2 separate regions of the Mus musculus genome follow, and region 2 is linked to region 1. A link is a contact called in public Hi-C data. All regions are on one chromosome and are shown on one strand. Each heading gives the region's core, a stretch centred on a gene start, on an enhancer-like site or on the middle of the called end of the contact. The rest is flanking DNA. Distances are from core to core; before and after follow the strand shown.

What was found. Hi-C and Micro-C count contacts between places; a contact is called where the count stands out from the background.
Region 2: a Hi-C map of CD4 T cells shows a contact between it and region 1, with 4 times the contacts expected there. The contact joins the promoter of Fbxo33 here to the promoter of Ralgapa1 in region 1.

What each region holds. Positions count from the first base shown.
Region 1 is chr12:55,818,894-55,825,360 of GRCm38.p6, forward strand. Ralgapa1 (Ral GTPase activating protein, alpha subunit 1) reads right to left here and starts at 2,274. Exons shown (of 42, transcript NM_001368814.1): 1 at 1,769-2,274. The coding sequence starts at 1,874.
Region 2 is chr12:59,217,343-59,223,590 of GRCm38.p6, forward strand. It overlaps Fbxo33 (F-box protein 33), which reads right to left and starts at 2,141. Exons shown (of 4, transcript NM_001033156.4): 1 at 1,518-2,141. The coding sequence starts at 2,137.

The DNA.
Region 1 (6,467 bases), core at 1,024-3,523:
ACAGGGCACAGGTACATAAGAAAGTTGTGAAAGGTAAGACATTCCTGGTGATTTCATTCTTAAAAGACTCCTTAAATTATGAAAGCAAAAGGTTTTTTTGCTTTCTTAAGTATTCCATTTTCGAACTGAGGAAGCCAGGTCCTACAAAATATCCAACATGTGTGGTAGTAATACATCTGATGTTTCCCAAGTTAGGAAACACACATGCACACACTACACACATACACACAACCACAAAACCCTCTATGCTGTGGCAGGTAATTTAGGAACTCTCAATACCCTGCTGTAACTCAGCTTTATAGTTACAACTGCATTTATGCAATCTACAGCTTGTCTCAAGTGAGAGTCAGATTGCACCAAGTGTCCACTTTCAAACGGCCGTTATTTTGTAATACATTTACGTGCCGATGACTTTGCGTGTCTCAGCATATCTTTTCACGCAAATCTTCAATGACTTAACTCCAAAATGGAAATGTTAAAAACCTCTACCATATTTAAATGGTTTACATAAGATGGATTTAATTGCTTTCTCACTATACCACAGGTATAAGTACTTGTGATAACTAAGACTAGCTGTCAGACATGTAGGAAGGCTGAAAAACAAATCAGAGACAGAAAATCTAGGCTTCGTTGTGGTCGTTAGTCTCCACCAGCTCCATCCATCTTCAACTTTTTTGTTTATATATTTTTTAAAATGGCAAATAATATCTCTATTTCTAGACAGATGGTCATGTTGGATTATACTAATTCATGTGAGACCCTTTGTAGACAGCAAAACACCACACAAATGTTGGGTATCATTGGTGGTATTAGTCACAACACAGTAGAGAAATCCATCCATGAAACAGAGGACACACCACTAAACATATAAGTCACTTTCCAAAACAGACAGAAATTAGGAGGACAGCTTGAGATGATAAACTCTGAATTAGAATTCAGACATCTGAGATCTAACCTCAGCTATCCTATTGTCATTCTATATGTCTAAGCCCTGGTCAACTTTCCTTTTTACCTCAAAATTTCTTCATTTAAAAAAAAAAAAAAATCCAAGTTGTCTATGACCAAGTATCCAAAAATCCTCGCTTAACACTTTATCCCAAATCTAGCTTGCTTCGGTCTTCAGAGACACTAAAGTTGATGAGACGGCAGAGAGTAAGAAATTTTTAATGAAAACTTAATTCTGTATCGTTCACGAGAACCTTCTTCTCTATAATTAGTTTTCTTCCTAAAGGACAGCAAATGAAGAACAGGGTGTATAGGGCGGGGTTCTTTCCCCAAGCTTCAGGAACCACCCACTTCCCAAAGAGGTGCAACTGCTTCCTCCAGGGCCCTCACCTGCCAAAAAAACTTGAAAGACTACGGGTTCCACTGGCCGAGCCAGCGCTTTGCTTTGCTTTGCTTTGCACTCGGGTGGGGATGGCAGTAGTCAGATGGCAAGCACACCCTCTAAACACCATTACCCACAACGCCAAGTGTCCCTGAAGTCTCATCAAGGACTTAAGTTTCTGGCCTGACTGTCATTTTTTTTTTTTTAAACAATCAGACCAGGAACTCCAACGTGGGTCTCTCCGTGCTGGTGCTGACTGATTTGTACCAACTGCCAAGCTGTCCCCTTCCCTCGCCGCCCGCCCGCGCGTGGGCAGAGGCGCCGCCGGCCCTCACTCCCGACCGCGCCAGGTCGCGAGGGCGAAGCCCGGAGCTCGCGGGGTGACAGGCCGGGGGCAGCAAGGCCGCCGCGGCGGCGCCCCGGGGTCGCGGCTCCCCTCACCGATGACGATGCGCAGGTGCTTGAGGCGGGTCAGCGCGTCCTTCTTGGTGTCCAGCACCTTCTGGGTGGACTTCTTCACGTCCCCGTGCGGCTTCTTAGAGAACATCCTGCGGCCGCCGCGGCCCCTCCCGGCCGGGTCCCGACGACCCAGCGCAGGCGGTGGGCGGGGAAGAGGCTAGCCGCGGCGGCTCATGCGTTCCCCCGCGTCCGCCGCTGCCGCGCGGGCCCCGCTGCCAGGCCCGCCTCTCGCCGCCGCCGCCGCACGGAACCTGCAGCCCCGGCTCCAATATGGCGGATCCGCCCCGCGCGCTGCAGCGACGAGGAGACGCGGAGCGGCCGCCGCCGCCCAGGCCGCGGCAGGAATCCCCACAGCCGCGGAGAGGGAGCGCTCCGCCGCGGCGCCACTCCTCTCTCCCTGAGGCCCCCTTAAGGTTGAAGCGTCTCTAGCAGCTTCAACCCCGCGGAGGCCAAAACCGAGTCGTGTGGTGATGGAGTTTCACGACTCTGCCGTCGGTGGCGAACGGTCCCCGTGGCAACCGCCTTCTGACGTCAAGTGCTCGTGACGTCATGTCAGCGTGAGCTCATTCCTGCCTCTATAGCCTCTTGGTTTCCTGTGTCTGTAGTAATGAAGAAGGGCAAGAAAGTTAAGGAAGGTGTTGTCTACTGTGTGCTCCTTGTAAACAGCGGTTCCTAGAGTTTTTGTTGAAAAAGTCGTTCATCTCCACTCTTTAAACCGCTCTGAGTAACTTAAACATCAGAACAGATGTGCAAGGCCAGCTTGATACTAGCTCTGAAGCCTTGGCTCTGACGTCATTTCACTTTCTAATTTGGATATTTCCTGTGTTTTGCAAACCGTTCACTTTCTAATTTGGATTCTTCCTGCGTCTTGCAAAATAATGATTAAAAATGTACTGTACTTTAGAGATGCGTGGGAGTGTTGCATCCTTTTCCTTTAAATTAACATGCACATGGCTAGAGCTGCAGTTCGCTCTAGCACCAGATCTCCAGCACCAAGAAAACAGACATAAATAAATAAAATATCTTGTACAAGTAAATGCATCCTACCATATATCAGAGAAAAAAAATTAAGAAATCTGGATGATTTTAAAGGAAGGCTGTCTTTAGATGTGAAATACTCACCTAAATCCAAAGAACGCTGTGTAAGATCCAAGTAAAACAATTAACTAAGTGTGGTAGTGCTCTGCTGTCATACTAGGATTTGGGAAGACATAATTCAAGGTCAATGGCAGCTACGTTAGACCATGTCTCAAAACAAAACAAAACAAAACAAAAAACTACAAAACACAAGTAGTAATCACAAACTCTGGCTTTTTGTCTTTGCCTGTCCCTAGTGCCCAGTCCCCTGCTGATCTATCTTCCGTCACTCTGAATTAATATTTGTTAGACAATTTTGTTTGTATTTTTCTTTAGAGACTTTAAATAATTTATTTTATTTGTTTGTTTATTCATTTGCTTTTTTCGTTTTGGTTTTCCAAGGCAGGGTTTTTCTGTGTAGCCCTGGCTGTGAACTCACTCTGTAGATCAAGGTGGCCTAGAACTCACAGAGATCCACATGCCTCTGCCTCCAGAGTTCTGAGATTAAAGTGTGTGCCACCACTGTCCAGCTTGTTTGTTTGTTTATTTTGGTGTTCTGCCTACATATATGTCTGTGAGATGGTATCAGATCCCCTGGAACTAGGGTTACAGACAGCTGCAAGTTGCCATGGAGGTGCTGGGAATTGAACCTAGGTCCTCTTAACTGCTGAGCTGATTGATTTTTATTTTGAATCTGTGAGTGTGTGTGAATGTGTGTGTGTGCGCGCGTGCGTGCATGCACACAAGCATCTACACAAACATGCCTTTTGAGGCTGTACTTATAGGCAGTTGTGAGCCACCCAGCCTCAGTACTGCAAATCAAACTTGGGTTGTCTGCAAGAGCATATACTCCCCTAACTAGTGAGCCATCTCTACAGCTCCCTTCTTTTAGAATTTTACATCAAATCTACAGAATACATGAAATGTACATAAAAACAGTGATGTGTTGTTTTATCAGTAGCCTTTGTCTTCAAATAGTAATTCACCAGTGAGTGCAACAGTAGGAACTCCCACGGCCTATTAAGAATAGCAGTAATTAGTAGGAGGCTTCTGAAAAATAGCAGGATACTTTAAAATGTTTACATAATCTTGCGGAGGTTTGAATAGGTATGGTCCCCATAGATTCATGTGTTTGAATGCTTGGCCCATTAGGAGATGTAGCCTTGTTGAAGTGGGTGTGGCCTTGCTGAAGTGGGTGTGGCCTTGTTGGAGGACTTGTGTTGTTGTGGAGGTGGGTTTTGAGGTCTCATATGCTCAAGCTCTGCCCAGTGTGGAACCCAGTCCCCTGGCTGCCTTTGGATCAAGATGTAGAACTCTCAGCTCCTCCAACACCCCGTCTTCCTCCATGCTGCCATGATTCCCACCACGATAAAGGACTAAACTCTGAAACTGTAACCCTGCCCCAATCAGCTGACTTTATAAGAGTTACCTTGGTTATGGTGTCTCTTTACAGCAATGAAACCCTAACTAAGACAAATCTGATTCAAAAGTTCCACTTTTAGAACTCTTTTAAAAAAGAGTGTCAGGAAAAAATAAGGTTTTGTAAAATATTAAGGCATTGTTTATAACTGTATAAACTGATGACATGACCACTCCATGGTGTGGTTTTATTGTAGACATGAGAGCATGGCATTGTCCAGAGCCGAGAGAGAAAGTAATAGACTGCACATGGATGGCAGACTGGAGCTGACTAGGAGGGAAGCAGGACCAGAGCAGATAGAGATGGGAAGGAGCATAGAGAAAGAGAGAGAAAGGGAAAGTGCTGAAGACCAGAGAGTGATGTGAAGAAATAGCAGGAGAATGAATAGCTGGGGACATAAGCCTGTGAGCTGGTGAGCTGGAGAGGAGAGGGGAGGGGAGGAGGTGAGAAGAGCCAGGATGTCGGCCAGCACGGACTTCGTATGTGTCCTGAGTACTTGTGATTCTGAGGGAGCCTGGAGGCCAGCATAGACTTTGGTCTGCTAATGGACACCACAGTCAGCCATTTCTTCCTTCTGCCTTTTGGAATATGAGAAAAATGGAGTTTCATTTGATCTGACAATACATCAAAAACCTCTACCATGGACACGCTGTGGTGGCACGTGCCTTAAATCCCAGCAGCACTCGGGGCAGAGGCAGACATCACCTGAGTTCAAGGACAGCCTGGTCTACAGAGTGAGTTTCAGAACAGACAGGGCTACAAAGAGGATCTTTGTCTTGAGAAACCAAAGTGAATAAATAAAGAGAGAGAGAGAGAGACAGAGACAGAGAGACAGAGAGAGAGACAGAGATAGACAGAGACAGAGAGTCAGAGAGAGAGAGAGAGAAGTAAGCAGCAGCAGCAGCAGTGGGTTAGATGTCATATGTTGTGCCAGTGTCAACTTGACATCATCTAGGAAGAGAGAATCTCAGCTGAGGAAATGCCTCTCTCTGTCCTAGGGTTTGGGATGATGAAACACCTTGACCAAAAGCAACTTGGAGAAGTAAGGGTTTATTTTGCTTTCACTTCCGCATCGCTGTTCATAAAAGGAATTTAGGGAAGGAACCTGACGGCAGGACCTGATGCAGAAGCTATGGTGGAGTGCTGCTTACCGTTACTCAACCTGCTTTGATGTAGCTCCCAGGACAACCAGTCCAGGAATGGCACCACGCACGGTAGAAGAGGACAGACATTTACATTATGACTCATAACAGTAGGAAAATTACATGTATGAAGTAGCAACAAAAATAATTGTATAGTTGGGGGTCACCACAACATGAGGAACTGTATTCAAGGGTTGCAGCTTAGGGTTGAGAGTCGCTGTTCTGGGGGTATTTTTTCAGTTGTGGTTCCCTCCTCTCAGATGATTCTAGTTTGTGTCAAGACATGAACAGTACCCAGCACAGCATCCAGCAGATTGGCCTGTGGGCAAATCTTAGGGGCACTTTTTTGATTGATGTTTGATGAGAAAGGGCCTAGCCCTCCGTGAGTGGTACAACTCCTGGGTAGGTGAGCCTGAACTGTTTTAAAAAGGCGAGCTGACCAAATCATGAGGAACAAGCGAGAAAGTAGCATTCTGTCATGGTCCCTGCTTCAGTCCCTGCTTTCAGGTTCCTGCCTTGGGTTCCTGCCCTAAGTTCTCTTCTTAGAAGCTGAAATAAACCATTTCCTCCACAAGCTGCTTTTGGTCATGGTGCTTATCACTAGAAACAACTAGGATATCCATAAAATGATGAAAATTGATTACTGTGAACTCTTTCTAGAATGTTCTTTCTAATATATATATATTCATTATATAAAATGGCATTATATCATGACATTCCAGACATACACATCACATATTTCCATCAAGTTCACCTTCCACTCCTTCCTGCCTCCCTCTCCTCCCTTTCCTCTCACCAGCTAGGTCCCACTTTGACTTTCTTTTTTTAAAAAAAGATTTATTTACTTATTTTATGTGTGTGAGTATACTGTAGCTGTAGATGGTTGTGAACCACCATGTGGTTTCTGGGACTTGAACTCAGAACCTTCAGAAGAGCAGTCAGTGCTCTTAACCACTAGCCATCTCTCCAGCCCCCCACTTTGACTTCCATATCTTTTTAATATGTGTGATTGTAAGAAAGACCCTCACTCTGTAAAAAAAAA
Region 2 (6,248 bases), core at 891-3,390, 3.4 Mb after region 1:
CCCTGGCTGTCCTAGAACTCACTAACTCTGTAGACCAGGCTGGCCTCGAACTCAGAAATTCACCTGCCTCTGCCTCCCAAGTTCTGGGATTAAAGACGTGCACCACCACACCAGGTCTTGTTTTGTTTCTTGAGGCAGGAGTTCACAAAGCACATGCTGGCCTTGAACTTGCTCTGCACAAGATGATGACCTTGAACTCACTTAAGCTCCCTGCCTCTAGCTCCCAGGTCCCGGGATTCCAGATCTGTATCATGCCTGGCTTCCATACACAATGAGGCTAGAATACTTACAGTTTAACCTATTTGAAGCAGGGTTTCTCTGTGAAACCCTGGCTTTCCTGGAACTCACTCTGTAGTCCAGGTTGTCCTCAAAGGCAGAGATCCTCCTGCCTTTGCCTCCCAAGCTCTAGCTTTAAAGGCGTGTGCTGCCACCACCCTGCTTAAACTCTTGATTTAATTATAGATCACGAAAATATGTATGACACATATGACTTAGTATTAATCACAATCTATTCTCAACTCTATTTAACATAAAGATGGTGGGATATAGATTGTGGAAGGAAGGACACTGCTTAGAGGAAAACTGCCACACAACAGCATGTACATCACTTGACCTAGTAAGCACCCAGTTCTGCTCTCTACAGTACAATATTTTCTGCCCTGACCCTAGCAGTGTTGGAATGTCCAATCACTAATAATTATTTGTAAACTGCTGCAATTATTTTTCTTCCAAATTAAGAGTGACATTGTAAGTTTGGAATGAATATCCAGATAAAGAAAATATAAATATGGTTTGGCAGGCACTAGACTTTCATAGGGACTCTGTGCTGGAGTCCGAATATGGGCCATGAGCTCTAGGTGGAATTACACTAAAGTCCTGATGCACAATGAGTCTCATACTTAACCCCCACAGTATGCCCAGCTCCTTTATCCCACCCCAAGTTAGGTAGCGTTACTTTTGTGTGAATCACTGGGAGTAAGTCCAGCCTGATGGTGTATGGGATGCGGCTTCAAGTCTGACAATTTTCCTCCCCTAATGATTTTAACTAGCACTCCTCCCAGTCTTTGGACATGGCCCAGGCTAGTAAAACTATTTCAGGTAAGAAAAGGACTGTTAAAGAATTCTTATAGGTTAATTCTTGTAATCATGGACATCAGCAAGGAAACTTACTCACCTCGTCACTATGAATTAATTACCCATCACCAATGGTCAAATTCAGAATCAGAAAACCACCTTATTTTTTTGTACAGGCCTCACCCTTAACTCACAACTTTCCCACGCATAAGATAATGGCATTGCCCAGCAGCTCTAGCCCATGGACAAGAACGGATGAATGAAAGCATGCCTGAGACGCTCCAGGAGTCCCGTTATCACCTCTTCTGTCTCCGGAAATAGTCTGGTCAGGAACGGATAGCTGCACCTACACAAGGCCATCCTGAGGCCGGCCGGCACACCCCACGGGATCTTTCCCAAGGCCAGCGGAAGGCCAGACCCTCTCGGTCCCCACGCAAGCCTACCTGTTGTTCCGGATGCTGAGCAGCACGCACAACACCAGCTCCAAGTAGATGCGCAGTACTTCCAGCCAGCGGGAGGAGAGCTGCAGGGCCTCCCCGTCTTCCCCTCCGGTGCCCGTGTCGGTGCCGCCGCCGCTACCGCCGTCGCCCGGGCCGCCGCCTCCGCTCAGATAATTCTCCGCGGCGAACTCAACCCGCAGCTCCCGCACGAACCAGCCGCACTTGCGCATGAGGAACTCTAGCCGCGGCTGCTCCGCGGGCGAGACGCGGAGGCAGATGCGGAGCTGGGGCCACAGCGCTGGGTAGAAGAGGCACTCCCGCCAGTGCGAGCAGGAGGCCGAGGCCCGCAGCCGGTCGGGCGCCGGCAGAAAGGAGAAGATGTGCACGATGAGCTCGCTGGGCAGCGACGCGGCGCCGGCCGCCTGCCCGCACAGAGCCATCCGGCTCGGCCGCCGGCCGCCCGTCCCCGGCCGCCTGCGCAGTCCTCGCAGCAGCCCCCGCAGCCGGCGCAGCTGCAGCAGCCGCAGCCGCTGCCGCCGCCGCCACCGCACCAACCGGGCGGCCCCGGCTCGGGTTCGCGCTCCCGGCGGTCGGGGTTGCGGCACTGACAAGAACAACAACATCAATGACAAGGAAGAAGGGGGCGGAACCGTCGTGCGCCTCGGCGGAACCAAGTGCACTCGGACCGGCTGAGAGGGGGGAAAAGCTGGCGCGGGGAGGCCTGCACGCCGCTGACTTTCCGTACCGCAAGCAAGTGCTCCCCGGCCGGCCCGGGCAACGACCTCGAAATCCTCTCTCGAACGGACCAGGGATGCGGAGGCGACCGCGCTGCTTCCGAGGAAACCGTGGTTCTCCCGGTACCCGGACGCGGAGGCTCGGTAGTGGTAGGGACTGAGAGTGACGTCACGGCGACGGGCGGAGCCTGGCGCGGCTTTGCGAGACTTCCGGAACCGGGGGAGCTCCTGGTTGCCTGGATCGCGCGGCACGTGACCGTTGACGTCAGCGACCCGGGGCGGGGCTAGAGGCGTGGGGGCGGGGCCACTCTGGGCGTCCCTCGCCGGGTAGGTCTGGCCCTTGCAGCGTGCTCGAGGCGGAACCCCGGCGTGCTGCGCTAAGTCCCGACGCTTTCTCATTCGCTGGGCTGAGGTCGCGGCGCCCGAGGGCTCGCACGCCGGCTTCTTTTTACATCTTGTTCAGAGCAGGACAAAATCGGCTTCCCAGGAAAGGCGGATCGTGGCGGCACGCGGACCTTCCTCTTCCGACGTGCGGAGGCCGCACACGCCCCATTGCTGAACCAGTGACGGCAGCGCCACCTTTCGTCTTTAGAGGGGCAGGAAAAAAATGGCTAACGATTTTCATCTTGAGGGCTGGTACCCAGACTTAAATGCTCTCTGAACCCTTGTCTGCAAAAGTTCTGTATAATTAGTATGTTTTATTAATAGCTAACGATCACTTAGTGGTAACATCAAATTAGGAAGTTAAGACAGGTTTTAATTTTCAGTTTCTTAAAGTCATTGAAGTGTTTGTGAAGAGAGCTGTGGATACCTCTTCAGTGTACCACTGTACTTCTGTAACAACACACCCCTGTATACAAAAGTAACATGGATGAAATAAAGTAGCTATTTTGATAGTCTCTGATACTCCTACAAATAAGTTGGAGAGGAGAGCTTTTCTTTAGTTTGGTGCCCCCAAAGAAAGGGATTTTAAAAACAGCCCTTCACGTTCTCAGCATGCGAAGTATCTCAGTCAAATTGTAGGAAGCAGCGATATCTAAAGGGTTAAGAGATTTTTTTTTTCTTTTCGTTTTTCGAGACAGTTTCTCTGTGTAGCCCTGGCTGTCCTGGAACTCACTTTGTAGACCAGGCTGGCCTCGAACTCAGAAATCTGCCTGCCTCTGCCTCCCGAGTGCTGGGATTAAAGGCGTGTGCCACCACGCCCGGCGTGGTTAAGAAATTTTATGTCTGCTGCTTCAAACCACACTAAGAAACTAGCTAGTCTAGATATCTTTAGCTCTGTGATGTAACAGCAGACCTTCTGTCACATTTCTTTTATACAGTTTGGTGTCACGAACCTAGTAAACTACCAATAATAGTATTTTTTTGTTTTTGTTTTTGGTTTTTGTTTTTTGTTTTTTGAGACAGGGTTTCTCTGTATAGCTCTGGCTGTCCTGGAACTCACTTTGTAGACCAGGCTGGCCTCGAACTTGGAAATCCGCCTGCGTCTGCTTCCCGAGTACTGGGATTAAAGGCATGTGCCACCACGCCCGGCTCAATAATAGTATTCTTTTACCTCTAAATTTACATCAGCTCAGTTGGTACTTTGAATAAAAAATGTATTCCAGGTAGGTCATTTCTTTGAACCCTTGTCTGTAAAATTCTATGTAATTACCGTTTTATAAGCATTCAATGAACATTAAGTGGTAACAGTAAATCAGGGAATTAAGACTTGGATTTGGACTTCAGTTTCAAAGTCATTTAAGTATTTTGAAGAGAGCCGTAGACTTCTGGAGCTCCACTTTAGTTTACACCTCTGTTATGGCTATTCTTGGATGCCAGTGTGACTATATCTGGAATGAAGTACAATCCAGAAATGGAGGGCAAACTTGTGAAAGATATTCTGCTTGGTTTGAAGTGGGTAGATTTACTTCTAGTTGGGACCTTTGAGGTGAAAGACAAGCCTGATTTGGATCTTGAGACAGGAAGACACACCTTTAACCTGGGCCACATCTTCTGTTGGAAGTCTACATGTGGGGCTGGAGAGATGGTTAAGAGCACTGCCTGCTCTTCCAGACGACCTGAGTTCAATTCCCAGCAACCACATGGTAGTTCCCAACCATCTGTAATGGGATCCGATGCCCTTTTCTGGTGTGTGTGAAGATAGCTGCAGTGTACTTACATACATGAGGTAAATAAATAACTCAATCTTTAGCCAGGCAGTGGTGGCACACACCTTTAATCCTAGCACTTGGAAGGCTAGGTAGCACTTGGTAGGTGGATTTCTGAGTTCAAGGCCAGCCTGGTCTACAGAGTGAGTTCCAGGACAGCCAGGGCTACACAGAGAAACCCTGTCTCGAAAAACCAAACTAAAAAAAAAAAAAAAAAAAGAAAGAAAGTCTATATAACTTGGAAGATTGGAAGAAGAAAGGTTCTGCTCTTTGCCTGAGTGCTTTCTCTTGTAGCGCATTCATTTTTTCCCTGGCTTTGGAGCCTACTTTGGAATTCCAGAATATACAGACACCCAGTTGAGACACTTCCAGCCTTGTGGGACTGAACAGCTACTAAATTCTTGGACTTCCCATTCACAGCTAGCCATTGTTGGATTAGCTACACTGTAGTCTGTAAGTCTTCCCAATAAATTCCATATATATGGAATATATATAAGGTCTGTGACTCTAGAGAACTCTGACTAATACAACCTCTATAAAAACAAATTACATCACAGGTGGCAAAAATATTTGAATATTTACTAACATTCCATATTTAAATTAAATTATTTCCCAAAATAGGTTTTATAGATGCTTTGTACAAACCAGGATCCAATTAAGGGCCACACTTGCATTTCTTTATGTAATTTAAAAGTTTATTTTCCTCCATTAAATAATCTGGGAAGTATTTTTGCTTTTTTCCTTAAATGTCCTCCTCTTCCTCTAGCCATACACTTAGTAGGTCTGACAACAATTCATGATTCTTGCCTAAATCAGTGTTCAAATGGTAGTAACTTTCTTTTCCATCATTGCATCTACAGTTATTAGTTTGCATTATTCTGTTGAAGAATAGAAAATTACTGGCCTCTTGTGAAAACATGAATTTTTTACCTCGGAGCCCACCCCCTCCCATCTAGAGATTGTAACACTCCTAAACTTTTCACCCCAAAACTCCTCACCCTAAAGTTCGAACCCTCCCAACTAAAAACTGTTCCAAGAACATTTTTGAGATAAAGGCCTCCTAGAACAACCTCAAAATGAACCAGGTACTCCTTAGTTACGTAGGTTCCTTGATAGGACATGACTCCTTAGTTACGTAGATTCCTTTGGCAGAACTCCCTAGTGATGTAAACTTGTACTTTCCCTGCCCAGTTCTCCCCCTTTGAGTTTTACTATATAAGCCTGTAAAAAATTTTTGCTGACCGTCGATTCTCCTCTACACCACTAGGTGCCGCTAGGTGTATGAGTTTCGACCCCAGAGCTCTGTGCTTTCATGTTGCTGCTTTATTTCGACCCCAGAGCTCTGGTCTGTGTGCTTTCATGTCGCTGCTTTATTAAATCTTGCCTTCTACATTTTATGTATGGTCTCAGTGTCTTCTTGGGTACGCGGCTGTCCCGGGACTTGAGTGTCTGAGTGAGGGTCTCCCCTCGAGGGTCTTTCATTTGGTGCATTGGCCGGGAAACAGCGCGACCACCCAGAGGTCCTAGACCCACTTAGAGGTAAGATTCTTTGTTCTGTTTTGGTCTGATGTCTGTGTTCTGATGTCTGTGTTCTGTTTCTAAGTCTGGTGCGATCGCAGTTTCAGTTTTGCGGACGCTCAGTGAGACCGCGCTCCGAGAGGGAGTGCGGGGTGGATAAGGATAGACGTGTCCAGGTGTCCACCGTCCGTTCACCCTGGGAGACGTCCCAGGAGGAACAGGGGAGGATCAGGGACGCCTGGTGGACCCCTTTGAAGGCCAAGAGACCATTTGGGGTTGCGAGATCGTGGGTTAGAGTCCCACCTCGTGCCCAGTTGCGAGATCGTGGGTTC